Regions from separate parts of the Mus musculus genome. Here region 2 is linked to region 1. Evidence: chromatin contacts called from public promoter capture Hi-C data. All regions are on one chromosome and are shown on one strand. Each heading gives the region's core, a stretch centred on a gene start, on an enhancer-like site or on the middle of the called end of the contact. The rest is flanking DNA. Distances are from core to core; before and after follow the strand shown. Region 1 holds the start of Oxa1l (oxidase assembly 1-like). Region 2 holds the start of Haus4 (HAUS augmin-like complex, subunit 4).

The links. Capture Hi-C pulls out chosen DNA fragments and counts their contacts.
Region 2: a promoter capture Hi-C map of liver shows a contact between it and region 1. The contact joins the promoter of Haus4 here to the promoter of Oxa1l in region 1. A contact is called at or near these places in 9 of 39 promoter capture datasets (the 3T3-L1 cell line, the C10 cell line, the HPC-7 cell line and 5 more), 4 of 115 datasets of contacts at active chromatin or transcription factors (bone marrow-derived macrophages, effector CD8 T cells, large pre-B cells and 1 more) and 3 of 9 other capture datasets (adipose tissue, liver and pancreatic islet).

Annotation. Positions count from the first base shown.
Region 1 is chr14:54,356,985-54,363,775 of GRCm38.p6, forward strand. It overlaps Oxa1l (oxidase assembly 1-like), which reads left to right and starts at 3,857. Exons shown (of 10, transcript NM_026936.3): 1 at 3,857-3,933; 2 at 4,338-4,484; 3 at 6,298-6,511. The coding sequence starts at 3,871.
Region 2 is chr14:54,552,028-54,558,818 of GRCm38.p6, forward strand. It overlaps Haus4 (HAUS augmin-like complex, subunit 4), which reads right to left and starts at 2,334. Exons shown (of 10, transcript NM_145462.2): 1 at 2,148-2,334; 2 at 110-183. The coding sequence starts at 164.

The DNA.
Region 1 (6,791 bases), core at 2,607-5,106:
CCGCTAACCATATTTCTAGCCCTAAATCTAAGGTCTTTAAAGATCTGGCTAAATTAAAATAAGGTTTTTCTTTCTTTGGGAGAGTGGGGGTGGGATGGGGTTGTGTATTTGGTTGTTTTAGGGAGAGCCCTAATCCAATCTGACTTGCATTCTTATAAGAAGTAATTTGCCAGATGCAATGACATGTACCTGTAAGCCTAGCACTCAGAAAGTCGAGACAGGAGGACCATAAATTCAAGGTCAACCTAGGCTACAACATATCACAAATGGTTTCATTTTTGACCATTGCCATGGTTTGAACCCTGAGTGTTCCCCAAAGGATCAATGTTGGAGGCTGGCGCTATTTGGAGCTCTTAGAGGTAAGATCCAGCAACAGAAGTTAAGTCATTAATAGTGTAATTTTTAGAAGGTTGGGACTCTGTCCATTTCCTGTCTCTTTGCTTCCCACCCACCATCAGGTGAACAAGACTCTTCTGCCATGAGCCCTTGCCACAAAGTAATATGTCACCATAGGCCAAAGCAATAAAGCCAAACAACTGTAACCCAAAAGCCCAGAAATGGTGAGCCACCTTTTCTCCTTCTAAGTTGAATTTCTTATCAAGGTGACAGACAGTTAATGCAGTCATGCTATGGTCTCCTGTATTTTCAAGATCCTACTTGAGGTCACTTGGATCTACATGTGATCTTAGCCAAAGGCCAAGAAGGGATATTTGATTGGATCCATACATTTATTATCTTCATCATCTTGAAAATTTTAAGCCACCAGTTTTTACATTCTCCCCTGCATCTCATTCCTAAACTCCAATTACATGTATACTAGACCGTTAGATATTATCTCACAAGTATTTTTAGCCTTTATTCCCCCTGCACCTTAGTTTAAATGGTCTCTTTTATCATCCTCGAATTCATTGTTATTTTCTTTTACAGTCTAATATGATGTGAGTTGACTCAGAGAATGAATCATTTGTTTTCAAATATTCTGTTTGCTTTCTTCCTTTTTTTCTGAGACACCATTTCATCATATAGCCCAGGCTGGCTCAAACTTACTCTACAGTCAAGGATGACCTTGAACTTTTGATCTACCTGCCTCTACCTCCAGGTCACGGGAATACAAGTATGTGCCCCCATGTCCAGTGTATTTGGTGTGGGGGATCAAACCCAAGGCTTTGTGCATTCTAGGCAAACACTTTACCCTCTGAGCTGCATCCCCTGTGTCTTCAATCTAAGTCTCTCGGATTTTGTTTCTGGCTCTCATAGTTTCTTTCTTTCTTTATTTTTTTCCCCAACCTTTAAACCCTGACACCTGGCACTGCAGCATTCTTTTCTGCTAATTCATCATCTCTGTTGTTTCTGGGTGGCTTGTGTTCTGTTGTTTCTGGGTGGCTTGTGTTCTGTTGTTTCTGGGTGGCTTGTGTTCTGTTGTTTCTGGGTGGCTTGTTTTCTGTTGTTTCTGGGTAAACTGTGTTCTGTTGTTTCTGGGTGGCTTGTTTTACTTTTCTCTGCTCCTACTAATATTTCAGATTTTTTCCCCATTTTGTTTTGTTTTTGTTTTTCCAGACAGAGTTTCTCTGTGTAACCTTGACTGTCCTGGAACTCACTCTGTATACCAGGCTGGCCTTGAACTCACAGAGATCTTCCTGCCTCTGCCTCTGTAGTGCTGGGATTGAAGGTGTATGTCACCACTACCTGGCTGATATTTCATATTTTTAAAAATCATTTATTTTTATTTTATGTGTATGAGTGTTTGCCCTCATGTATGTCTGTGCACTATGTGGAGTGCCTGATACCCGATGAACTAGCAGAGAGCATCAAATCTCTTGGATTTGGAAATAGAGACTGTTTTGAGCCCACTGTATGAGTGTGAGGAATCACACTCAGGTTAACTGAACCATCTCTCCAGCCCTGATTTTTTTTTTTTAGCTCTGTTCATTTTTTATTGAACATCATGCTTATTAAATTTTATCAGATATTAAATAATGTGACTATTACATTGTTGAAATTGTTAGCGTGTATTGTCTTCCTTAAAGTAATATTTAATTTTGCCTAAACAAAAAAGATAAAATTTTCCAAGATTTTTGTTTGATTTTTGCTTTGCTTGTTTGTTGAGACAGACTTTCTTTATGCAGTCCTTGCTGTCCTAGAACTCACTGTGTAGACCAGGCTGGTCTCAAACTCACAGAAAGACATCTGTCTCTGCCTTTTGAATGCTGATATTAAAGGCCTGTTCCCACCACATCTGACAATAGATGATAGATAGATAGATAGATAGATAGATAGATAGATAGATAGATAGATAGATAGATAGACAGACAGACATTTAGGCATGCATATATGAGTGTTGTGCTTGCTTATATGTATTTGTACCACACACTTGCCTAGTATCCATAGAGACAGACAAAGGTGTCAGAACTCTTGGAACTGGAGGTGTATGTGGTTGTGAGCTGCTATGTACATACATAAGAATATGTGCACGCACACACACACACACACACACACACTCTCTCTCTCTCTCTCTCTCTCTCTCTCTCTCTCTCTCTCTCTCCAAAATAAAAGTCGCAAATTTCGGGGTTGGATATGGCTCAGCGGTTAAGACTATTTGCTGCACCATGGTGAATACCAGAGTTCAGATCCCAACACTTATGCAACAAACACCTCTAACTCCATCCCTCTTCTGGCCTCCGAGAATGTACACTCATACAACACACGACATCTATGAAATAAATAAGTTTTTATTCCTCCAAAGTATCTAGTAGCATATGAAGAAGTATATGTGATCAACCCCCTCCTTCCTGAGCAGTAATTTATTTTTCACATTACTTTTTTTTTTTAAGATAAGGTCTCCATTTTTAACCCTGGCTGGCCTTGAACTCACCACTTACCTGAGTCAGCTTCCTCTTCAGTGCTGGGATCACAGGCGTGCAGCACCATACCCACCTTATTTCAATTTATGCTTTAGGGAAGCTTTTAGTTTCAAAAAATACACAACAAAATCTACAAATAGATAGTAACAATCTTGAGACAACAGATCCAAGACATCAAGTTCAACTTTCATCTTTAGTTTCCTCGGTTATTTCCCGGAAACTGCCTTCCCTATAGCTTTGTCAGATTCCAGGCTACTTTCAAATTTCATTGGATCTGTAATTACAATATTACCTTGCAGTAAGAAAAAACCCACGCCAAGCACAGATGTAAAAGCTATTGTTTTCGCCTTTCTGGTTTGCCTGTTTGTGGGGTTAATTCTAGTTTGAGATTTTGTTTATTCATTATCTTCTTGTGACAGGCAGGGTCTCTCTGCAGTCCTGGCTAGCCTTAAACACAATAGGTAACCAAGATTCACCTCGAATTTTAGGCAATCCTCCTGCCTCCGCCTCCCAAATGCTGGGATTATAGATTTGAGGCACTATTCCAAGAGTAAAGGCCATTTTTAATCCAAGAATTATTTTAACCCAGGGAACAATTACAGTTTGGGAAATGGAAGGGAAAACAGGAAATATGCTATGTTTACACTGCCACTTAACAGCGCATCCTGTCTCTTAGTTTCTTTTCTTTTTTTTTTTTTTTTTTTTTTTTTTTTTTGATTTTCGAGACAGGGTTTCTCTGTATAGTCCTGGCTGTTGTCCTGGAACTCACTTTGTAGACCAAGCTGGCCTCGAACTCAGAAATCCGCCTGCCTCTGTCTCTTAGTTTCAATCTCTGCGGAATCTTGACTTTTTTAAACCACTTCAAATACCATCGCCTGTCTTCATTCTCCCTCACTACCTGATCTGTGACGTCAGGTCTGACTGCCTGCCCATTTCCAAAATGGCCTCCCCCGCAGCGTCAAAGTTCTGAGTGCGCGTGCGCGAGAGTAAGTTCCCTCTTCCCGGCAAGATGGCGAGGAATTTAGTGTGCGGTCGCTGGCAGCTTCTGCGACTCCTACGACCCCAGCGTTCGGTAAGGTTCCGTCCAAAGCGCGGGGATGCTGCCTTGTCCTTGTCACCTGAGCTGAGGTCACGAGCAGATGCTGACCTGGTCACTGCGACCTGCGAGTCATGACCTCCGGTCGCGTGAGGGCACCACCGGGTTACGTCCCGGGGTTGGTGGCCTGGTTTCTCTGTAGCTGTTTGGAAACTGCCTGCGACCCTGAGCCGTGACCTCTGGGCCCCGTCCCCGGGCTTCGGTAACAGGATGCGGGAGACCCTAACCGGAGCTGCACCCTGCACGCTCCAGTGCATGGCTTCGGGGCCTGTAGTCTGTGCGAGCAGAGTTGCAGCGCCCCACTGCTGCAACCGCAGGCTGTCTGCGGGAGAGGCGGGTCGGCTGGGACTCAAGGCCTTCCCTTCCTTTCACATGGTCAGTACCATAGCGTCGCAGTGTCCCTGAGACCGCTGGCCGCCGAGCTCCTCGCAGCCCGCCGGGGTAACGGGCGGCCACCCTGTGCTCTTCTCGCCGTCTTCACTCCTCGCTGCATCAGTACATCTGCCACCCTCTTTGCAGAAGCCCAGGTAAGAGGTTCCCGCTGAGGAAAGGAGCACGACTTCTTGGCCCCTTTCTTTTGGTTCTGTGTTGTTTTGTTTGTTTTGTTTTGCGGGAGACAGTGAATGTGTAGCAGAGTTCTCACACTCCTCCTAAGTTCCTCCTAATATTAACCTGTTTGGAGTAGAAGTAGATTCTCATCTCAGGCAACTCAGTGAGGAAATGCCTAAAAGTGCTGAGAAATTTGTAGGGCAGGCAAAATGACCCTGCTGTACAAAAGCTCTTGCTATTGCAACCCTGGTAAACCGAGTGCCAACCCTGGAACCCAAGTAAAGGTGGAGCAGGTTGTGGCACAATCCTAGTAACCCCAGCACTTGGGAGGCAGAGATGGATAGATCTCTGAATTCAAAACCAGCCTGGTCAACATAGAGCTGTGTAGTGTGACCTTGTCTCAAAAATGAAAAAAAATAAATAAATAAATAATGAAGGAAGAAGGCGCCACACAAAGTTCATCTCTGACTTCCACACATGCTGTGGCATGCATGCCTACATACATCACACACACAAGATAAAAAAAAATTAAGCCTGGCGGTTGGTGGCGCACGCCTTTAGTCCCAGCACTTGAGAGGCAGAGGCAGGTGGATTTCTGAGTTCGAGGCCAGCCTGGTCTACAAAGTGAGTTCCAGGACAGCCAGGGCTACACAGAGAAACCCTGTCTCTAAAAACAAAAAACAAAACAACAAAAAAATTAAATTTGCCTGGCATGGTGGCGCACGCCTTTAATCCCAGCATTTAGGAGGCAGAAGCAGGCAGATTTCTGAGTTCGAGGCCAGCCTGGTCTAAAAAGTGAGTTCCAGGACAGCCAGGGCTATGCAGAGAAACCCTGTCTCGAAAAACCAAAATAAATAAATAAATAAATAAATTTAACTAATTAATTAAATTTTGTATTATATTCAAGACACTACCAGAGGAGTGGTGGTAAGCCAATAAAGTGAAATGTGATTGTGAGTTTGTGTGTTTGTGATCTGTGTGATTCTTTGAATACTGTTTCTTAGAAGCCTGTGTAGGATTTTTCTCAGAGAGATTTATCATATTGTGTTATGAGTGTGTGTGTGTGTGTGACGGTGTGCATGTGTACATGAGTGCCCATTAGAGAGCCTGAGGCTGGAGTTACCAGTGGCTGTATGCTGCTCTACAAGGGTGCTAACGACGGAAAATGGATCCTCTGCTGGAGCTCTTAGCCCCTGAGCCATGTCTTGGGATGTAGTCAGTAACAGAGCTCTTGGTTAGCATGTACAAGGCCAACCTGAACTACAGAGCAATCAAGATCCTGCCTCCAAAACTAACCTTCCCACCCACCCACTACCATTTAAAAAAAAAAAAAAAGAAGGAAGGAAGGAAGAAAGAAAGAAAGATTGGGAAAAAAAATTGAATTAAAGAGAATTTTGGGCTGAGGGCCAGCTCAGTCAGTGGTCTGTGTTCTTGCCAGATGTGTGTGAGGCCCTGAGTTCAATTTCTAGCACAGAACAAAAGGATTCCAAGTACTGTTGATTTGGAATATGGGAAGGGCAATGACCATGATGCTCACTCAGATGACTGAAGTCTGGGAACCGTGATGTGGGAAGCAAGTTCCCTGCCTGAAGGGAAGCCATGAGACACTCTCTTAAGTTATCCTGCTAGAGGCAAAAAATATTGTCCTTTGAAGGCAGGGTTGTATGGACACCATTGGCCATCATTGAAGATCAAGAAGTCAAAGCAAGAAAATAGAGCCCAGGACTGTTAGCATAAGGGATCCTCAACTTTGTACATCCCACTCACGGCACTTGGTCTCGTTCCTCACAGGTCCAGGCACCCCCTGTTATTCCTGCTACCTCTATCCCTGCTGCAGTACCAGAGGTAGCTTCTGGAGGAGCTGCAGATGTAGTCCAGTGTGCTACCGAACCGAGCTTCACAGAACTGGGGCTTGGTTCTTACACCCCGGTGGGTCTCATCCAGAACCTCTTGGAATATATACATGTCGACCTGGGCCTGCCGTGGTGGGGAGCCATTGCCACGTGTAAGAGGACATCCTGGGCAAGGGTGGAAGAATTGGGGACAGAAGTGTAGAGGTCAGAAAATCAGGTGATTCCAAAAGGGATGGTAACATTCAACTTTTAGTTCCTAGAGAGTGTTAGAAAGCCACTTATCTGCCCACAGTGCTTGGGAGGTAGAGGAAGGAGGGTCAGCGTTCACCCTTAGTTAATTAAAGAATTCAAGGCTAGCCTCGTACCTTAGTCACTGTTCTGTGGCCATGAAGAGATGCCATGATCAAAGCAACTCCTATAAATAAAGGAAAG
Region 2 (6,791 bases), core at 1,084-3,583, 190 kb after region 1:
TGGACTGAAACTGTAAGCCACTCCGGTTAAATGTTTTTCTTTATAAGAGTTGCCTTGGTCATGGTGTCTCTTCACAGCAATGAGACCCTAACCAGGACACTCCCCTTACCTTGCAGCAGCATTTCTACACCTTCTCCAGGTGCACAGAAATCTCCAGACGCCATCTCGTTTTCTTGGTATTATCTGTATGGAAACAAATGGGAGAAAATGCAAGTTGAACAAACCCCTGGCTGCTGCTCAAGCTACCTTAGGCAGTCTCACAAGCCAACTCTGGGCTCAAATTCTGTGCCAGAGTCAAGCCTAGAACCTTGACCCTCTTCCTCCTGGGTGCCAGGATTAAAAGTTCATGCCATCACATCTGGCTCAGAGATGTTTCTTATAGAGCAGGGCTATATCAGACATCAGGGTCCCCAAATTCTTTAGCATTTTATGGAAAACTTACAAATAAATACCAGAATACCTTCCATTCCAAGAACAAAATCTCTCCCAAGCTGTCCAAAGTATGACTCTAAACAGAACCACTCCTACTTCACCCCTACCCGCCTGTCTTAGGGTTTCTATTCCTGCGCAAACATCATGACCAAGAAGCAAGTTGTGGAGGAAAGGGTTTATTCAGCTTACACTTCCACATTGCTGTTCATCACTAAAGGAAGTCAGGACTGGAACTCAAGCAGCAAGTTGGGGAGGAAAGGGTTTATTCAGCTTACACTTCCAAACTGCTGTTCATCACTAAAGGAAGTCAGGACTGGAACTCAAGCAGGTCAGAAAGCTGATGCAGAGGCCATGGAGGGATGTTCTTTACTGGCTTGCTTTCCCTGGCTTGCTCAGCCTGCTCTCTTATAGAATCAAGATTACCAGCCCAGAGATGGTCCCACCCACAAGGGGCCTTTCCCCCTTGATCACTAATTGAGAAAATGCCTTGCAGTTGGATCTCATAGAGGCATTTCCTCAACTGAAGCTCCTTTCTCTGTGATAACTCCAGCTGTCAGGTTGACACAAAACCAGCCAGTACACCACCCAAATCCACTAAGTTCTAATGGAAGGCGTCTTCCTACCGTTACCATTTTGCTGGAGCTACAAACTGTTGCTGTCTGTCGTGTTCCCAGTAAACTAAGGGGTGTGGGTCCCAGTATACCTTTTGCCCCCTTTATAGCTCAACTGTGGAATATCACAGTTTCTTTCTGGTGCTTCTCTGTCAGTGTCATCTCATGAAAGAGCTATCTGTCTGGGAGCAAGAGCGACAGACACTTGAACTACAACAGCTTTTCCAGTAACAATGCACTGCAGTGGTTAGTGTGGGGACATAGCTATACAGATAGGTGTTTTGCCAGAACCTGGAGCACCTTGAAAAGAATGTCATCAACAGAGAGCAATGAGAAACTCAACAGCAACACAAACATTGCCTGCCCATTCTTTCCCTTATTGCTTTACCCACTCCTCCAAATGGCAGCTGAGCCCGAGGCAGCCCCGAGTCTGAAGCTTATTAGTACTTAACGCTTCACGTCCACAGAACATTGGTTTATTCGCTCCTTTTATGAGTCACATGAAAGCAACTAGCCGTTTGTTTTGTAGCGTGGTCTAGAGGAATCAGCTGAGGAGGCGCAATTCGAGACATTAATTTGTGGCTCCGCCCCGCCCCCCATGTTTTCTGTGTGAGTTTATGTGAAATGCTCCTTTTTCAGGTGCCAACAGTGTTCCACCTGCAAAGCCGCGATAACGGTTCTTGCCTTGCATGAAGCATCAAGAATTAATAACAATCGACTTGTCAACAAAAGCTATTTAGTTATGTTTTACCAGTAAGTTCCGTTTTACCAACTCAGAATGTTGTTGAACTACACCTACAAATAAAGTTTTGCAGGCCAGTTAGGCACCCAGCCACGAGGGTTTCAACCGCCCAGGGGTCCTCAGCGGAGCCGCCCACAGGACGTGACCTTAGGCTTCACCCCCACCCTGCGCAGGCAGCCGGGGTCCCACGCGCAGGAGCGCAGAGCGCCGAACTCTGACGCAGGCGTGCTTCGAGCCCTCCAGCCGTTCCCCTGCACGCTGTGCTGGACGCAGATTGATCGTCCTGACTGTTTTCACAAGAGGTGACCCTTACAAGGCCGGAGATAATCAAGATGCAGACGCGCTCTCCGGCGCCGACCTACCGTCTGGGTCGCCAAGGAGTCCTAAAGGGCGAGCGCGGCCTCGCCGCAAGCTCGCGGTCGTCGAGCGCTAACCTGCACGGCTCGCCGCCGGAGCGCTAAGGCCGGGGCCTGCCCGGGAAAGGCGCTGCCGCCAGCGTAGAAACAACTGGGTCTTAAATCAGCCGGGCACAGGACGGGGCGGGGCCTCCGTTCCCGCCTGGCGCAGCCCCGCCCCGGGAGCGCGCGCTCAGCGCAACTGTCGCGGTAGCGGCTCGGATCCTGGAAGTCGGAACTTCACCCATTTAACAAAGGGGAAGACTAGGCACGGAAGGTTATATAGAGGTGGCGGCCCAGCTCGGAAGCTTAGGCCTGCCACTGTGGTGCTCGGAGGTCGAGCCAATGTGTTGTTGGTATCAGAGATCGTCCTGTCTCGGCCTCCCGATTGATGAGAGGAAAGGTGCACGCCACTACACCCCCACTGGTTTGTTTTTATTTATCGATGTGGGCGAGCGCATGCGCCATATGTGGGCGGTGTCCACGGAGGCCGGAAGAGGGAGCCAGAGCCCTTTGAGCCGATGTTACAGGTGCTTGTGAGCTGCCAGATTTTGGGTTCTGGGACTTGAACTCAGATCCTTTTACTACGTTGCTCCAGCCTCACCTCTTGAATTTCTTAACCTACCTCGCCTCCTCCGCGCTCCCTCTGTTTTTTTTTAAAGTCACGTTTTATTTACTGTGTGTCCTACGTGTGCTGTGGAGGTCAGAAGACATTCTGGGAGTGAGACATCATAGGCTTGGTAGCAAGCTCCTTTACCCATTGAGCCGCGTTAACTGCCCTGCCCCATTCCCACATCCCTTATTTCCCATCATCCTTCCTTCACTCCTACTTATGCCTACACTGGTTTTGTAAAACTAAGGGTACCCAATCAGGAAGTGACTTCTTTTGGAAAATAAGATGTTTAGCTGTACTGTTAATCCTTCACCACACCTACTCAGGAGGTTGAGTTAGGAAGATCGAGAGTTCAAAGCTAGGCCCGGGCACTATGCTGAAGTTGCCCATCTAAAAAAATAAAAGTCTTAAATAAACTGCTTCAAGGTTATTAGAGCTCTTTATACGTTTTTATTTATTTTACTGTTGTTTACGTGTGTGGGTGTTTGACTGGCACATATGTCTGTGAACCACTTGTATGCTTACTGCTGTGGGATCCTCTGGAACCGGTTACAGTTACCACCATATAAGTGTGGAGAATCCAACCCAGGTTTACTTGAAGAGGGATGGTTGAGCCATCTCCCTAGCCCAGTGATTAGATCGCTTGCATCAGAGAACAAACTGATAGGATGGAGCAAAAGTGCTAGGAAATGGAGCTGTTTGGCTTTTCCTTAGAACAGCAGTTCTCAACCTGTGGTCGAGACCCCTTTGGTTGGTTGAACGACCCTACAGGGGTCACCTAAGGCCACTGGAGAACACAGGTGTTTACAATTCGTAACAGCAAAATTACAGTTATGAAGTAAGTAATGGAAATCATTTATGGTTGGGGGTCACCACAACATGAGAATCTGTATTAAAGGGTCACAGCTTTAGAACATTCTAGGGCCAAGGGTAGTGGCTCATGCCTTTAACCCCAGTGATTGGGAGGTAGGGGGTAAGCAGATGAGGACAGCCTGATCTACACAGAGTGTTCCAGGAAGGCCAGGGTTGTATAGAAAGATCAGTGAGAGAGAGAGAGAGAGAGAGAGAGAGAGAGAGAGAGAGAGAGAGAGAGAAGAGAAGAGAAAGGAGGAAGAGGAGGAGGAGGAGAAGAAGGAGAAGGAGAAGAGAGAAAGAAAAAAAAAAAGAAAGAAAGAAAGAAAAAAGAAAAGGAAGGAGGAGGAGGAGACTTGTATTTGAATACACAGAGAAATGATTCTAGGGCAGAAAGCTTTTATGCCCTTGGTCAGGGCATCAGCTGCCATGTTCCATGTTTAATGCTAGAGTGCAGTCACTTTTCAAAGCTTTTAAAAATCACTTATGCTTCCTCAATTCTTCAATGCAGCCTCATTAAATGCCAGGCTTACGCACGAACCGTGCTCAGAACAAAATAGCAAGCATGCTTTGGTGATTTTCAGCTGATCAGAGATTTACTGAAATTTCATCTCCCAAGTCTTCAGGTTCTTAAATACTGAACTACAAAGCTCTGGCTAAGAGGCTCGAAAGCACGCGAGGCCCTGAGCAGGGAAGGCTCAGAAGGCTGCCTTCCAGAGGAAGATGGGGAAGATAGCAGTGGACAGACACCTTGCGGACAGAGCTCCGTGTGCAATTATCTCTTCCCTCTTTGTCCCTTCCAAGCCATGAGACCTTGGGCTACAGCTCTCCTTCCTGTGGGAGGTGTGGGGGGGGAGACAACATATTTCTTGTTACTCCAATCTCTTAGCATTGGCATAACGATCAAATGAGATAACGGCTGAGAAAGCGCCTTGGAAAGACTATGAAAGTGAGGTGTTTTATTAAGTGCCTGGGGAGACACAGAGATGAATGTGACCTAATTCCTATCCCGAGGAAATTCACACTCTGTTGAGGAGACACACATGAGAAGAAAATAACCCAAGGCAGTAAATAGGTGCCGAAAAGGCAGTCTAGATTATAAATACCAAAGAAACTTAAAGAGGGGACAGGCATTTCTCTGCAGAAATAAATAGGAAAGGCTGAAGTCTTATTTTCACTATGCCCGATAAAAAGACATTTTAAAAAAAACCACTTTGAATGAGAGTCCAGAAAAATGAAACAGAAACAGGAGGTCCGGCTGCATTGGAGGTACCAGGGCGCGGAGCCGGCTAAAAGTAGAGGGAAGGGGAGAATTCATTAGGTGAGCTCTCTTTGAGACAAGAGAGTTAATGCTCTCTAGTACAGAGAGTGTAGGTCATTCTAGCAACCAGAAATGCAGCAGAGGTACATGACTTTAATCCCAGCACTCTGGAGACAAGCAAACCTCTGTGATTTCAAGACTAGAGTAGTCTACATAGTGAGTTCCAGGACAGCCAAAGCTATGTAGAGAGACCCTGTCTCAACGAAAACATAAGAAAATATGGCAAAGGATTGCAAAAAGAATGTTCAAATCAGAGCACCCACCGTCCTGAGCCAGAGCTGCACCCCACCAAACTCCTTTTCCTCAGGTTACTTTGTAAAGAAAAAAAAAAAAAACAGCCTCATTGGGGTGTTTTAGCATAAAATGTTCAAAGGGTTTTGCTGTAACTGTGCATTACCACAAGTCAGCTAGTGAGCACCCTCCAAAATTACTCACCGTCCAAAGTTGCAGCCACCCCCACCGCTCCCAGAATTCAGGAGGCTGAAATACAAAGGATCCCAAACTGGAGGACAGCCTGGGCAGCTCCATGTAACTCTGTCTCGAAAGCAAACAGAAAAGAAACTGGGGCATTGCCAAGTGAGAGCGAGCTTACGACGGAAGTCTAGCATCCTGAACTCAGTCTCAAGTATCATAAATACATACACGCAAACACACATTTTTGATTGTTTTAATTTTTTGAGACAGGCCTCAAACTTACAAATGTAGCCCACGGCTAGCTTTGAACTCCTGATTCCCCTGAATTCACTATCCAAGTAAATAATCACATTTGAAAATAAAAATATAAAACTAGTGAACACAGGGGTGCATACCTTAATCCTATCACTGGAGACACAGAAGCAGGGGGAATCTCTGTGAGTTCAAGTTTACTGTAATGAGTTCCAGGACAGCCAGGGATACATAGAGAGACCCTGTTGATAAATAGTTAGGACTGGAAAGATGGCTCAACAGTTAAGAACACTTGATACCCTTCAGAGGACCTAAGTTTGGTTCTTCCTTCTTTCTTCCTTCCTTCCTTCCTTCCTTCCTTCCTTCCTTCCTTCCTTCCTTCCTTCCTTCCTTTCAATTTCTTTTATGTATATTGGTGTTTTGCCTGCATGTGTATCTGTGTGAGGGTGTCAGATCCCCTGGAACAGGAGTTACAGACCGTTGTGAGCTGTTGTGTGGGTGCTGAGAATTGAAGCCAGGTCTTCTGGAAGAGCAATCAGTGCTCTTATCCACCGAGCCATCTCTCCAGCCCCTTAAGTTTGATTCTAAGCATCCACTTTGAGCAGCTCACAACTATTTGTAACTCCAGTTCCAGGAGATTCAACAGCACCCTCTGCCCTCTGTGAGTATCCACATGTGTGTGTACATGCACACAGGTACACATAAGTTATGTGTATATGCACATAAATTGAAAAGGCTAGATGCTGGGCGTGGTGCACACTTTCAATCCCAACACTTGAGAGGCAGAGGCAGGCAGATCTCTCCGAGTTGAGGCTGGAGTGGTCTACGGAATAAAATTTTCTAGAATCATACGAAAGTGGAATAAAATTAAGAGGTGCTCTTCTGGGCTGGAGAGTTGGTTCAGCGGTTAAGAGCACTGGCTGCTCTTCCAGAGGTCCTGAGTTCAATTCCCAGCAACCACATGGTAGCTTACAACCATCTGTAATGGGATCTGATGTTCTCTTCTGGTGTGTCTGAAGTCAGAGACAGTGTACTCACATACAAAAAAATGAATAAAATTTTTTTAAAGAGGCTCTCTCCTTGGGGATCAGATCTTTTGCTCACCATAATTGTTTTGTATCTCATATGTATCATTACTAATATCAGTAATGTAATCCAC